Regions from separate parts of the Sus scrofa genome. Here all the other regions are linked to region 1. The links are chromatin contacts, called in public Hi-C and HiChIP or PLAC-seq maps. All regions are on one chromosome and are shown on one strand. The core of a region is the stretch at or near the end of the contact, and the rest is flanking DNA. Distances in the headings are between cores, read along the strand shown. Region 1 holds the start of RPS17 (ribosomal protein S17). Region 2 has its middle 22 kb from the start of PDE8A. Region 3 holds the start of AP3B2 (AP-3 complex subunit beta-2). Region 4 holds the start of PDE8A (high affinity cAMP-specific and IBMX-insensitive 3',5'-cyclic phosphodiesterase 8A).

The links. A called contact is a pair of places that touch in the nucleus more often than the background predicts. HiChIP or PLAC-seq counts read pairs in DNA pulled down with a chosen protein or histone mark.
Region 2: a contact with region 1 is called in a Hi-C map of alveolar macrophages, with 4 times the contacts expected there. The contact joins the enhancer-like site here to the promoter of RPS17 in region 1. A contact is called at or near these places in 3 of 5 promoter capture datasets (fetal liver, fetal skeletal muscle and liver), 21 of 47 Hi-C or Micro-C datasets (alveolar macrophages, blood, embryonic fibroblasts and 11 more) and 2 of 2 datasets of contacts at active chromatin or transcription factors (alveolar macrophages and skeletal muscle).
Region 3: an H3K27ac HiChIP or PLAC-seq map of alveolar macrophages shows a contact between it and region 1. The contact joins the promoter of AP3B2 here to the promoter of RPS17 in region 1. A contact is called at or near these places in 3 of 5 promoter capture datasets (fetal liver, fetal skeletal muscle and liver), 2 of 47 Hi-C or Micro-C datasets (heart right ventricle and liver) and 2 of 2 datasets of contacts at active chromatin or transcription factors (alveolar macrophages and skeletal muscle).
Region 4: an H3K27ac HiChIP or PLAC-seq map of alveolar macrophages shows a contact between it and region 1. The contact joins the promoter of PDE8A here to the promoter of RPS17 in region 1. A contact is called at or near these places in 1 of 5 promoter capture datasets (fetal skeletal muscle), 2 of 47 Hi-C or Micro-C datasets (embryonic fibroblasts and fetal heart ventricle) and 2 of 2 datasets of contacts at active chromatin or transcription factors (alveolar macrophages and skeletal muscle).

What each region holds. Positions count from the first base shown.
Region 1 is chr7:52,384,450-52,388,024 of Sscrofa11.1, reverse strand. It overlaps RPS17 (ribosomal protein S17), which reads right to left and starts at 1,683. Exons shown (of 4, transcript NM_001001634.1): 1 at 1,531-1,683; 2 at 865-970; 3 at 344-409. The coding sequence starts at 1,683.
Region 2 is chr7:52,579,013-52,582,587 of Sscrofa11.1, reverse strand. No RefSeq gene overlaps it. Among named protein-coding and RNA genes, the nearest start is that of PDE8A, 22 kb to the right of the region's middle. Within about 2 kb of position 1,962, at least 9 of the 83 cell types and tissues checked have an H3K27ac peak or open chromatin away from gene starts, as enhancers often do. A contact at or near this core is called in alveolar macrophages, where this site is marked.
Region 3 is chr7:52,200,896-52,204,470 of Sscrofa11.1, reverse strand. It overlaps AP3B2 (AP-3 complex subunit beta-2), which reads right to left and starts at 1,822. Exons shown (of 30, transcript XM_021098893.1): 1 at 1,685-1,822; 2 at 1,103-1,163. It overlaps LOC102161631 (a long non-coding RNA gene), which reads left to right and starts at 1,821. Exons shown (of 4, transcript XR_002345779.1): 1 at 1,821-1,956.
Region 4 is chr7:52,556,463-52,560,037 of Sscrofa11.1, reverse strand. PDE8A (high affinity cAMP-specific and IBMX-insensitive 3',5'-cyclic phosphodiesterase 8A) reads left to right here and starts at 1,556. Exons shown (of 22, transcript XM_021098898.1): 1 at 1,556-1,652.

The sequences.
Region 1 (3,575 bases), core at 434-2,933:
CTGAGAAGAAGAGCCACTGGATTTGGGAGTTATCTTCATGAGAAAAGCAAACTGAACCTACAGTAACAAGCTAAACCCATTTTGGAGGCAGTCTAGTTTAGTGGTTAGCAGTATGGATGAAATTCTCATTCCTGCCACCTACTAATTTTGCAATTACCATCTTATAAAATGTAATTAACAGGACATGCCTATAGGATATTGTGAGAAAAAGGAAAACAACGCACAAAGAATGTTGAGAATACTTGATGTATTTTATGGATTCAGTAAGTGTTACCTATCACAGAGAGAATGCTACTGATGGTGACCAGGGGCGCCCTACTTCAGGAATTCAGCAAACACTTACCAAGAGTTTCAGCATCTCCTTAGTGTCAGGATCTACTTCAATGATCTCCTGATCCAGGGCTGAGACCTAGAAGGAACAAGGCAGGCCCCAAATAGCAATGAGTTATCTCTCACTTTCCGTGCCTTTTCTCCAAGATTCTTAAATGAGGAAAAAAAAGGGTGGTGGGGTGAGGGGGGAAGACAGGGGACATAAGAGGACAGAACGGGATCTCACAAGTTCGCTATGTAGAAAACCTTAAGACTGGGTTTATACTTCAGAAATACCATGCTAGAGCAAATAAACCAGATGACATGGTAAGTCACCAAAGCAGCATCGTTACAGGCCCTCATGTGTAAAAGAGAATGAACTCACATGGGCCCAACAGGGAAGAACAAAAACTAACACACAGGCAGGTAGATCAGGGGCAAGTTCAGACTCAGCTAAGGTCTCCTTGAAAACCTTGTATCTCAAATGGTTCTCAGGAACACTGTTTTATCTTCTAAGATGAACCAGAGGCCCAGAGAAAGATCTACAAAGTTTACCTCGGGCACGTAGTTGTCTCTCCTCTCTCTCTCCTCCTCCTGCAGCTTAATGGAGATACCCCTCACTGGTCCTCTCTGAATCCGCTTCATCAGATGTGTGACATAGCTACAAAGCACAAATGTCCAGGAACACTGAGAAGGCACGCTGGCTCCCACTGGTACAGGGAACCTCTGGAGGAGTTTTAGTTCTTTCCACAGTGAGAAGGGAGAGGATTTACCATTTTAGGAGCCCTGATTCTGAATCTCCTGCACACACCCAACCCCTACACGCAGCTCCGCTTACACAGGCACGCCGGTCCCTTCGGGGTCCTATATCCTCTATGCAAATTCACTCTCCCAAGTTACTAAAACCTCCCAACAAACTTTCCTGCTCTCTCCCAGGAATCATTTTCTTTCCTCCGAGTTACAATCTACACAACTGAGCATTTAATCTCGTTGTCCTTTACTGTAAATGTCAACCTTCCAGGGATCGACCGTGGCCAACCTCGTCAAGTGCCGTCGCCCGTCAAGCCGCCAAACACAAAGCGAACACAAGACAACCGCTGCAAGAAACCCGGCAAATGCACACCCCCAGCGCCCCGCCCGAATCGGAGCCCAAACGGCCCCGCGGGGCCGTGGCTCCGCATCTCCCACCCGGCGCGGGAGCCGAAGGCCGGGCCAACTCACCCTGCGATCTTGTTGCGGAGCTTCTTGCTGGGAATAATGGCAATCTCCTCGCACACGCGCTTGTTGGTGTGGAAGTCGTTGCCCAGGCGCGTGTAGTACTTCTCAATGATGACCCGGGCAGCCTTCTTCACGGTCTTGGTGCGAACGCGCCCCTGCGGGTGGAGAAGACAGGGTCACTCCTGACTCAGGGTGCCCCTCCGGGAGCAGCGCGGGGACAGCCTGACTGGAGCGGGGTTCGCGGCCCGGAGCTAAGCCCGGGAGAGGGCCAGCCAGGTGAGGCTGGAGCGCCGGGTCAACGCGGAAACCAGCGGCCCACGGAGGCTTCGGCCTCACAGGCCCCGGCACACCGCCCTGCGGGCTGGGGGCGGTGGAAAGTGGCGGATGGAGGAGGATTGGAGGGATGGCAGCTTTGAGCCAAAACACCTACCATCTTGGCGGGTTCTCGGTAAAAGAGGAAACAGGAAGCACAAGAGAGGCCTATAAAGCGCAGGCCAGAAAGCCGCTTCCGCCTAGCCTGGGACTTGCTGAGCCGCCTCCAGGGAACCACAGCGACCCCTGGCAGAGCGGGGCGGAAGTGTGGCCGGAGCCGCCGTCCAGTAGGCGGAGCGAGTGCTTGAGCCTCCCCCTGATGGGTGGAGCTTACCTTCCACCTCCAGCCACGTCTAAGGCTGTCTTGGGCAGGCTTCTCAAGCCCGATTCTTGTGATTAGATCGCCGGAGTGCTCTACACTAGGAGTTGAACATCTCTTCTTCACAGGCCGAGGAGAAGGAGGAAGGCTTAAGAGCTCTAGCTAAGGCAGGAGCGAGGAAAAGTGAGGGGATGCGGATGGCGCCCGGGATAGGGCCGCCTCCCAGTGCTTGGGTCAGAGACTTGTCTAACCTTGCGTAGGTTAGACACAGGTGCAACTGGGAGAGAATTGTCTCACTTCTTCCCAGTCGTTTGCTCAGGTGTCACTATACCAAAGGGGCTTTCCCTACAGTTTATATAAAGTAGTACCGTTACCCTTTTAGTTTTTTAGCATCACTATCTTTTTTTTTTTTTTTTTTTTAACGGAGCGCAGCAGTAGTTCTCCTTGTGGTGCAATGAGATCAGCGGTGTCTCTGCAGCCACTGGGACTCAGGTTCCAGCACAGCACAGTGGGTTAAGGATTTGGTGTTGCCACCCTCAGATCTGATCCCTGGCCAAAGAACTCCACAAGCCTCAGGGAGGCCAAAAATGAAAAAAAAAGGGGGGGGTGTTCCTGGGTCAGGGATTGAATGAGAGCTGGAGCTGCGACCTACACTGCAGCTGTGGCAATGCCAGCTCCTTTAACCCACTATGCCAGGCTGGTAATTGAACCTGCACCCCCAAAAGGCACCCAAGCTGCTGCAGTTGGATTCTTAACCTATTGTGCCACAGTGGGAATTCCTAGCATTGCTATCCTTTTAAAGTTGCTTTGGTATTTCTTAGCACATGTCACAGTGACTTGTCTGTTTTCCCAGCCAAGAGTGAGTTCTGTACCCGTAAGAGCTGTTTTGCCCTTGAACAGTGCCCAGCAAAAAGTAAATTTCTCAAATATTTAAGTGAAGGGCCCAGTTCACCTGCAGTTCTCCCAACTAAAACAGCTCCTCCAACCACCACTGTTCTTCAGGCTGTTCCTGCCATACTCATCCACAAACCAGGCCTTCTGAAGCCAGCAGCACAGGAGACCTCTGATGGCCTCATTAGCCTAGAGAGTACCCTATTCCTTCTCTGCAACTCTGCTCAAGTGGGTTCTAGGCCCCCACCCAACTTAAGAGGTGGCTGCCCAAGTTGGATGAGTTAGTGGGCACTGGCTGTCATCCCTCAACTCATCTCCTGGTCACCTTGGGCAGTCCAATCAGACTCTTTAAACTGAATGGGAATGGAAGGCTGAGGGACATCAAGCCCTTGCCCTGAAAGTAGCACCTTGACAAAGGGGAGAGGAGATGGCTCTCAGAAAAAAATACCAAAAGGGAAGGTCAGACTCTTCCAAAACCATTATAGGAACTGAGTTTCCAAGACCACTGTAGGAATTGAATTTACAG
Region 2 (3,575 bases), core at 713-3,212, 190 kb before region 1:
ACCTTTTTGAGGTGGGTATTTCAGTCTGCAAATTTGTTACCATTGAGTTCTGGGAAATTTTATAGCATTCCTTGATAATTTTCTTTTCCTTTCTCTATTCTTTCTCTCCAGAACTTTTTTTTTTCTTTTTGGGGCCCCACCTGAGCGTATGGAGGTTCCCAGGATAGGGGTTGAATCGGGGCAGTAGCTGCCAGCCTACACCACAGCCACAGCGATGCAGGATCCAAGCCATATCTGTGACCTACACCACAGCTCACAGAAATGTCAGATCCTTAACCCACTGAGTGAGGCCAGGGATCAAACCCACATCCTCATGGATACTAGTTGGATTTGTTACCACTGAGCCACAATGGGAACTCCTTCGTTCAGAACTATTATTTGACTCTTGGACCCTCTGGGTTTATCTTCTACTTTGCTTACCTTTCTTCCATTGTCTCTTTCTGATTTCGTATGCTTTCTGTAAATTGTTCTTAGGTTTATCTTCCAACTTCTCTCTCAACTTTATTACTGCTGCCAATTTTAATTTTCAGCTGCTTTTTCCTTATGATTAGATTTTCTTTGGTGGTGGGGAGGGGGGGAATGGGGGGTTGGTGGCAGCATCCACAGCATGTGGAAGTTCCCAGGCCAGGGACTGAACCTGCACCACAGCAGTAACTCGAGCTGTTACAGTGACAATGCTAGATCCTTAACCTGCTGTGCCACAAGGGAACTCCTCTTTTTAACATCTTGTTGCTGTTCCATGGATGTAATACCACCCCCTCTGTATTGTTGATTATATTAATCGCTTTAAGGCATTTTTCTCTGTCCATTTGTGTTGTCTCTGGGCCCTCCATTACTTTTTTTTTTTTTTTTTTTCTTTTTAGGGTTGGACCTGCAACCTATGGAAGTTCCCAGGCTAGGGGTCTAATTGGAGTTGTAGCTGCCAGCCACAGCCACAGCAATGCAGGATCTGAGCCGGGTCTGTGACCTACACCGCAGCTCATGGCAATGCCAGATCCCCAACCCACCAAGCAAGGCCAGAGATCAAACCTGCATCCTCATGGATACCAGTCGGATTTGTTTCTGCTGAGCCATGATGGGAACTCCCCTCCATTCCTTTTTGTTTTGTTTGTTTTGACTTCTGTCTTCCACACTGCATACCTTCCTCAGATACCTGCTGATCCTTTGGTTTTCATTCATTCTTAACAATGAGGTCCTGACGAGTTGTTTGGATGCTGGGGCTGTGAGGGCTAAATCTTATCAAGTGGTGGGGCTCGCTGTCAGGTAATTGGGCCAGGATCAGACATCTCACTGGGCGAACTCCCAGATGTCAGTACTTAAGAGATCTCTTTTTTGGGGTCATTATGTTTCTCTAGAGAAGAAAGCTCCAGTGTCCTACCTGAGGGGTGTACAGTGGGCAGAGAGAATTCCGGGAACGGAGTGGCACAAAGGGGGAGGAGGTGGTGCTCCCCATTCAGTTTGTAAATTCTCACTTAATCCCCCCTTTAAAATACAGAGCCAGGAGTTCCTGTTGTGGTGAAGCAGAAACAAATCTGACTGGTAACCATGAGGTTGCAGGTTTGATCCCTGGCCTTGCTCAGTGAGTTAAGGATCCGGCGTTGCTGTGAGCTGTGGTGTAGATTGCAGACATGGCTCGGATCCCTGTGTTGCTGTGGCTGTGGTGTAGGCCGGTGGCTGTAGCTCTGATTCGACCCCTAGCCTGGGAACCTCCATATGCCACAGGTACGGCCCTAAAAAGCAAAAATAAAATAAAATAAAATAAAATACAGAGCCAGAGTTCCCATGGTGGCTCAGCAGTAATGAATCCAGCTAGTATCCAGGGGGACGCAAGTTCGATCCCTGGCCTTTAACCCACTGTGCAGGGCCGTGTCCTGTCGCTGCAGAGACACGGGTGATCTCACTGCACCACAGCAGGAACTCCTCACCCGGTCTGTTTGAGTGCAAGGTCATGCTCTGAGCCATCCTGCCAGCCTGCCTCCAAGCATGAGTCAGAGATGGTTTCCTCTTTCATCCTGGGCCCCAAGAGGAAGAAGACAGAGCAACCCCCAATGGGACTGATGCTGTGAGCGAGAGAGAAATCTTGATGGTCATAAACCTCTTAAGATTCTGAGTTTGCCTGTTACTGCAGCACAACATATCAAAAGCTAATAACAGGAATTCCTGTCGTGGCTCAGTGGTTAATGAATCTGACTAGGAACCATGAGGTTGTGGGTTCGATCCCTGGCCTTGCTCAGTGGGTTAAGGACCCGGTGTTGCCGTGAGCTGCGGTGTAGTTCACAGACTCGGCTCAGATCTGGCATTGCTGTGGCTGTGGTGTTGGTCGCAGATGTGGCTCGGATCCCGAGCTGCTGTGGCTGTGGTGTAGGCTGGCGGCTACAGCTCCATTTAGACCCCAGCCTGGGAACCTCCATATGCTTTGGGTGCGGGCCTAGGGGGAAAAAAAAAAAAGCTAGTAACAGCAGCAGCTTGAGGTGGGGGGGGGTCCAGGTAACCCCAGGATGATATTGGGGGAGGGAAGCTCCAGTCAGGGAAAGTCACCAGGTAAGATGGGCAGGTGGGAGAGACAGGCAGTTTGTGAGATTGACAACAGCAGTACCTGTGACAGTGAGAGGCATGTCCTTTATCCTGCAGCGGAGGCAAGATGATTGTAGTTCAGTAGTAATGAATCCAATGAGGATCCGTGAGGACGCGGGTTCCATCCCTGGCCTCATTCAGTGGGTCAGGGGATCTGGCGTTGCCCTGAGCTGCGGTGTAGGTCACCCGACGTGGTTCAGATCCTGAGATGCCACGGCTGTGGTGTAAGCCGGCAGCCACAGCTCTGATTCGACCCCAAGCCTGGAAACTTCCATATGCCACTGTGTGGCCCTGAAAAGACAAAAAAAAAAAAAAAAAAAAAGATGATTTATTGAAATATTGTGTGTTACTTCTTCCCTGGGCTCTCTCAAGCAGGGAGCCAGTCCCTTGGTATTTCCTTGCTTTGGGTATTTTTGGTGGTCAGAGCACAGAAGCTTCTGGAAGTCAGTGGCTCTCTTTTGTAATAACCTTGACTCTCTGGAGATTCTGTGACACATCCTGGAAGAAGAGAAAGAAAGGGTGGGCCTTTAGGAGCCAAAAGGAGGGAGAGAGAGATTTCTGCCCCAGAAGGGGAAGGGGCAGAGTGTGACTCCATGGGGAGGGCTGAGGATGGTTCCCATTCTCTGGCTCTGGGCAGGGCTCAGGAGATGACAAGGCCTTGGAGGGAAAGGCCGCCTGGTGCACCCAGGGAGGGCGGGCCTTAGACACAGAGTGCACACCCCTTCCCTGAATTTCCACACCCTGAGAGCCACCCCAAATTGGCCGAGCCCCCACACCTGAGGGAGCATAGGGCTGGGGCTGGGGACAGTCCTGCAGCCACTGGTGTGACCAGAAGGGCCACCCCAAGGCTCTGGTCCCGTCTAAGACCCTGGGACCTTGAGAAAACATTGGGGTGGAGGGAGGAAAGCTGAATGATATACCTGAGCTTGAATTTCTTTTAAGTGTTTTTTTTCCCCTTTTATTATTAAAATTATTTAACTTTTTTCCTACACTAGGGATAT
Region 3 (3,575 bases), core at 573-3,072, 180 kb after region 1:
TGTGAGTTTAGTCTCTAGGTTTTTTTTTTCCTTGTGCTATTTTTGTCAGGTTTTGCTATTAAGGGGGGATGTTAATAATACAAGTTGAATTACAATGAGGTATCATCTCACACTAGTCAGAATGGGCATCAACAAAAAAATCTACAAATAACAGATGCTGGAGAGGGTGTGGAGAAAAGGGAACCCTCCAACACTGTTGGTGGGAATATAAATTGGTGTAGCCACTATGGCGAACAATATGGAGGTTGCTTAAAAAACTAAAAATAGAGTTACCATATAATCCAGAGATCCCATGCTGCTACCAGCATATATCCAAAAGAGAGGAAATCTCTAGTTCAAAAAGATACATGCACCCCAAAGTTCACAGCAACACTGTTTACAATAGCTAAGACTTAGAAGCAACTAAATGTCCATCACAGGTGAATGAATAAAGATGTGGTACATATAAACAATAGAATATTCGGAGTTCCAGTCGTGGCTCAGTGGTTAACAAACCCGACTAGTATCCACAAGGACTCGGGTTTGATCCCTGGCACCACTCAGTAGGTTAAGGATCTGGCATTGCCGTGAGCTGTGGTGTAGTTCGTAGACTGGGCTCAGATCCCTTGTTGCTGTGGCTATGGTGTTGGCCAGCAGCTACAGCTCCGATTCAACCCCTCGCCTGGGAACCTCCATATGCCATGGGTGTGGCCCTAAAAAGACAAAAGACCAAATATATATATATATATATATATATATATATATAGAGAGAGAGAGAGAGAGAGAGAGAGAGAGAGAGAGAGAGAGGGAGGGAGGGAGAATATTACTCAGACATAAAAAGAATGAAATAATTCCTTTTGCAGCAACACGGGATGGATGTAAAGATTATTATACTAAGTGAAGTCAGTCAAAGACAACTATCATATGATATCACTTATAAGCGGAATCTAAAAAACCGATACAAATGAACTTAATTATGATTAATTATGAAACAGAAATAAGACACAGATAGAACACCATTAGAGCAGAGTTAAGAGAATGGAATTAGGCAACTACAAGCCAAAGAATGCCAAAGATTGTGGGATGGACCACACCAGAAACTAGGAAAAGGTAAGGGTTTTACCTAGTCTCACAGGAAACACGATCCTGATGACCCCTTTTTTTCGGACTTCCATCTTCCAAAACTGTGAGAGAACAAATATCTGTTGTTTTAAACCATTCAATTTGTGTTACTCTGTTATGACAGCCTAGGATACTAGGACAACAGCAATTTTAATTTCTAATTTACCTTCCCGGTCCCCAAAGTGCCATAGCCACAGTCCAGTTCAGGACTACTTAGGCGCTCAATCCTGTCCTTGGTAAAGGGATGAGTAAATTTCCATCAGTCCAGTAGTCAAGAATTACCAGGTACTTATGAGCTACTGCTGTGAGATGCACAACCAATGCAGCAAATGACAGCCATTACTGCGACAAGATATGGACCCACATTGATAAACGAATGATAGTAAGGTACTAAAAACGGCACGGGGAGGTGGAGCGAAGCGAGAAACGAGGACAGCTGGGGGCAGAGGGGCTTCGATTTCCCGGAGGACACCGTTGGGAGAATATGGTTGTTTTTTGAGATGGAGTCTACAAGCTGCTCTCTCAAGCCCTGCTGAACGGGTCCCAGGCCTGTCCCCACCGCCATGGACACAGCAGCAATAACCTCCCACACTGCGTGCCTCCAGTCGACCCTACAGAGTGGTAAGCAGCCCATTGAAGTGGCGTCATCGCCTAATCCTTTACGCGCCTGCGCGGCGCCTCGACGCGACCCGCCCCCTCACGCTGTTGCGTGGGGCCGGACTTCCTCCAGCGCCCCGGAAGCCGGAACGACCTGTTTTCCGCCTGCTGAGGAAGGAATTGCCACCGAGATCGGAGACGGTAGGGGATGTTGTTTACACGGCGTAAAGTGAGGCCGAGTTCCGGCCACCCAGCGGGGTAGGTGACAGCAGCGTCCTTATAGGCAGTCAGTCTGGAGTATAGGGCTTCAGAGGATGCGGCGGGGAACCGAAGTAGAGGTGAGGGGTCGAGGTATCTGTCGCCGGGCCAGGGCCACCAGCGAGGAAGGGCTCATTCCAAACACACTGTGCTCACCTTTCTCAACTTCGTGTGAAAAACGAGCTTGGTTGCACATGGAGCTGTCGTAGGGATAAATGTGGAAGGGAGAAGTCCACACTCAAAAAGATTAAGAACAAATTTCAATAGGCGAAATTTCACATGGGAAATGCCCTTTGTTGCATGAGGTATGTAACGTGAAGTTCTGTACAAACCCAGACGTTGTAAGACGGCTTGAGGCAGCAGCTCATGTTGCATTAATTGGAAAAAGTACACCCTCAGTTAGTAATAAGTTTCCCGAATCAGCCAGCAAGTTCATTTGGTATTACGGTGGAACTGAGCTGTATAGGTCATACCCCTCCTTTCCTCTTAAGCGCAGTGTCTGAGAGGAGACAGGCTGAAAGTTAAACAGATTATTATTGACAGAAACAGGACTAGAAATGAGATTTCTTCATTTCCAACCCCAAATTCTTTCCTTCACATCGTACTGCCTTCGCTTTTTATTTTTAAAAAAATTTTATTTATTTATTTATTTTTGTCTTTTTGCCTTTTCTTGAGCTGCTCTCGCGGCATATGGAGGTTCGCAGACTGGGGGTCTAATCAGAGCTGTAGCCGCCGGCCTACGCCACAGCCACAGCAACGCCGGCTCTTTAACCCACTGAACAAGGACAGGGATCGAATCTGCAACCTCATGGTTCCTAGTCGGATTCATTAACCACTGGCCACGAGGAGAACTCCTTTGCTTTTTATTTATTTATCTTTGCCTTGTATTTATCTTTGCTATTTATTTATTTATTCTTTTTAGGGCCCCACCCTCAGCATATGGAAGTTAAGTTCCTAGGGGTGGAATGCGAGCTGTAGCTACTGGCCTGCCACAGCCAGGGCAAAATCCCTACCGCATCTGCGACCTAGTCTGCAGCTTGCTGCAAGGTTGGATCCTTAACCCCCTGATTGAGGCCAGAGATCAGACTGCATCCTCTGGAGACTATGTTGGGTCCTTAACCTGCTGAGCCACAATGGGAACTCCTCATATTGTCTCTTTGGATTACTAAACAGTTTCTCTTCAATATTGGCTTATGTTTGGGTTGTTTTCTAAACCTCTTAGGCTTGCCCACTTTCCTACAAGACTTTTCCATCTAATAGTATGAGAAAGATAATAAAGACAATGCACAAAACTTTTAAACAGCACAAGCACTAAACAAGTATTACTTAAGGAGACAGATGAAGTGTGACTGCATTGTAATCTACAGGATCTGACCTAGACTTCAGGGCTACTTATAAGTTCTTTATAGCTAGTTTCTGACTCAGACAGTGTTTTGGGTGAACATTCCCACAGAATTTTACAGAGATATTCATAATGAGAACTCATATGATAAGTAGTTGTAAGTCTTCCTTGGTGAGCATATATTTATGAATACCAGGCCTTTCTGCATAAAGGTATGTAACAGGTACTGAATATTTCATCTTCACATTTTGTTACTAGATTTACATTGCTGAAAAGG
Region 4 (3,575 bases), core at 307-2,806, 170 kb before region 1:
TGCATCTTCATGTCCCTCACGAACTGGTGAAGGGGGCCACAGGAGGAGTCTCCCGGGAATGGCCTGTGCTAGTGGGTGGACAGGGCCCAGGCTGGCATCTGTCCTAGCCCCACTGACCTCATGCCTGAGTCTGAAGAGTAAGAACTGAAGTTGACATTCAGCTACAACTCTGAGCCTGGTGGGGGTCAAGCAGCTCTGCTTGGGGGTCCATGCACCTGGGTGGAAGGCACGGGGGGTTGTGGCGGAGTGTGTTCCTGTGTTGCCCAGAACTTCCAGGTGCCCACAGAGCTGGGGTGCCTCTCTGCTATGAACTTCACCTTGAGAGATTCAACACAGGGGCTCGGGAGTCCTGGGTAAGCCAGCAGGTGGCACATTCAAGGTTTGGGTTATTTCTGTCATTGTAACACCTTTTGTGTCCCCCGTCACTCAAAATGCAAGTTATGGCCAGGGAAGAAGTAGGAGGCATCCGATGTAAGGCGCTTGAAGCTGGGATGGGAGGCAGGTGGCGGGAAGAGACTGTGACTTCCTGGAGTGTCCCAGGCTGAGTTCCAGAGTATTACAGAAGTGAGTGGGGGGTTACTCCTTGTGACCCCAGAAGCGGGCAGATGATTCCTACCTTTCCTGTCTGTCCCTGCTTCATTCTTAGCCTTAGGTCTTTAAGTCTAAGTCCCCAAATTGCAGAGCTGGGAATCAGTCAACATGGCTGTCCAGCAGTTCTCTGAGCACAGAGAGGGTAAGTGACCAGCTCAGGATGGCAATGAAGGTAGCCAGTGAGGCAGGGGCTGGGGATAGAAGTCCGCACTCCTAATTAGAAAAGGGGTTGCTCAAGAATTTCCAAGGAGAGGACAGGATGCTGAGGTTCTGCCTGTGAGGCAGGGGGGTGGGGGCGAGAGGGCAGTCTATAGTGGCAGGAGGAGGCAAGGTCAGTGCTGGGAGTCATCAAGGCCAGACTTCTCAGCGCCAGGAGGGGAGGACAGAGGGCGTGAGATAGTCTTTCAAGCACTCTGATGGTTCAAAGCGTTTTCTGCATGAATTACTCTTTATTTAGAAGGGTCCAGATTCTGCCTGGAAAAATTACCTTCTAAAATCTGCAGAACAAGCACAGAAAGCACACTACAATTTAGATGGAATAACCGATGACAGAAAAATCTTTTCCTGTGCCTTTCAACTGGGTACTTTTATAGGACGAGGAGGCATAAATCCCTAATTATTGCTTAAACTTGATAATGCTCGTCACGTGCCAGTGGTTTGGGCCAGCTCGGCTAGTAGAAAGGGCCAGCAGCACAAAGCTGCTCTCAAGTTACCGGTCATTTCTACCCAGTGCGCACCTCGGGCCCAGAAGATCACGGCTTGAGGTGCGCCGCCGGTTTGGATCCTAGCTCTTTGAAGCCCAAGCCATCGCGGAATCCGGCGCCCGAGGCTGTGTGATCCTAGCGCCGCAGAAGGGACTCCAGCCCAGAGCACACCTCCGGGTCTTTACAGTAGCTGGGCGTCCGGCTGGAGAGGCGGCAAACCAGGGTCGCTCCGGGGCCGCGCTAGGAAAAGGTGTGGACCGCGGGAGAGGAAAGGGACCCGCAGCGCCAGAGTCTCCGCGGACTTGGAGCCTCAGAGAGGGCGGGAGTGCGGGCAGGTCCGAGGTGGGCTGCGCCGGGGTACGTGATGGGACACCCAGGGGCGCCACCCTCCAGCTGATCGGGGGAGGGAAGACTCAGGCACGGAAAGGTTAAGTGATTCGCCCAAGGTCACACAGCGAGCTGGCGGCGATCTGTGTGGGATTGCAGTTCTGAAAGCGCGTCTGGCATCATCACAACCCTCGCCCTGCACGGCGGACGCCTGGTTCTGCTCCAGCAGGCCAGGGAGCCTTTGGGGTCTTGGGCGCCCCCGTCTTTGGTTCAGATGAGTATCATTGGTTGGCATCCCCAACCTGTCGCGAAAGTAGCTTCTCAGCATCCCAGCATCGCAGCCTCTCCGTTGCCAGTGCAGGCAAGCATGGTGCCCCAGGTCTTGGCGCGCGAGGGAGCGCACAGGGACTGAGACCCCCGACCATAACGCCCAGTCCCCACCTGCCTGGGATCGGAGTACGGGTGCCCTCATTGCCCTGTCCCCCCCGCCCCATGGAGATCCTTCCAGAGGCCTCTTTAATGGATGCGCGCTCCAAGGCTCAGAGATAGTGACCTGAACGAAGTCATGCAGCTGCTAAGTTATACAGTTGGGGGATTCGAACTCAGGGGCTTGGGTTTTGGCGGCCGCGGAACCGAGGTCAGAGCCCACGCGCCCAGGGTGGCTGTGTGTGGCCTTGGGCAAGTCGCTCTCCTACTCCCGGCATTGGGGCAGCGCGCCCCTCCCGTCGTGGCCGCGCATGCTCAGTGGCGGGCGGTGCCGGGAGGCGGCGGCGGGCGCCCCAGCTGCTTTGCATTGACGCCAGCACCCGCTGGAGGTCACCGCTGGGGGCTGGGCGCGGCAGGCTGCCGGCAAGACCCGGCCCGGAACACGGAGCCGGAGCTGCAGCCCGCAGCTCCCGGGTGAGCGTCGCCGCTTTTCAGCGCTTCTCGACGGCGCGGCCCCAGGTCCGGCTGGAAGTAAGGGCTCTCCTTCCCCACCGGGGCGTTCGCAGCCTCGCAGCCCTGAGGGGCTTCCTCAGGCCCCCACCCCTCAACGGCGAGAGACCTAGGCTACCTCTCTCCTCTACCAGCCCTCAGATCAGGGGCATTTATTCGTGGGACAGCAGGCGGAGCGGCGTGGGTGCCCGGGCCAGGGGAGGCAGCGGCTGCAGCGCCGCGGAGCGGGCGCGGGCTTGGCGGAGAGCTCACCTCCCCTGGGGGTCGCACCGCCCCACGGCTAGGGCGGCGTCGCTCGCGCGGCGCGGACTCGCCGGCTCTCGGGTCGGGAGAGCGCAAATCTCCTCCCCCGAAATTCCCCGGAAGCGCGGTGCGGCCGAGGCGAGCGCGGCGATGTGAGGGAGGCGGCCGGCGGCTCCCGCCTCAGGAAGGGCATGTTCGGAGGGGCGGCCGCGGCGCGCCGCCCGCCCCAGCGCCCCCTCCCCACCGCTGCCGCCGCCGCCGCCGCCGCCGCGCCCGCACCACGATAAAAGGGGCGGCCGCACTTCCTGACGCGAGACCCGCGCTCGCCGCCGCCGCCCGCCCAGGCGGCGATGACACGGCGCCCGCGGCGGCCCCGAGGCGCCGGGCGGGCCGTTTGCTGACCGGATCGCGGCTGCCCGCCAGCGTGTCCGCCGCGCCGCCGCCAGCATGGGCTGCGCCCCGAGCATCCACATTTCCGAGAACCGGGCGGTGTACCACGGCGGCAAGGAGGCCGAGGACGCGCCGGGCCCCGCGGCGCCGCCGCCGCTGCCGCCCGGCGGGCCGCGCTTCCCACACGGCCCGAAGACCGCCGCCTCGGCCCGGGCCCGAGGCGCCAGCCTCGCGGAGTCCGAGCCTCGCGGCAGCGGCGGCAACCAGGTAAGGGGCGCCAGGCGGGCGGCCGGGGGCTCTGGGGCTGCGGTCCGCCGTGAAACTCAGGCCCTGCGGGGCAGCCGCTTTCCCGCAGGGCCGGGCGGGGCTCCCTCCCGGGCCGCG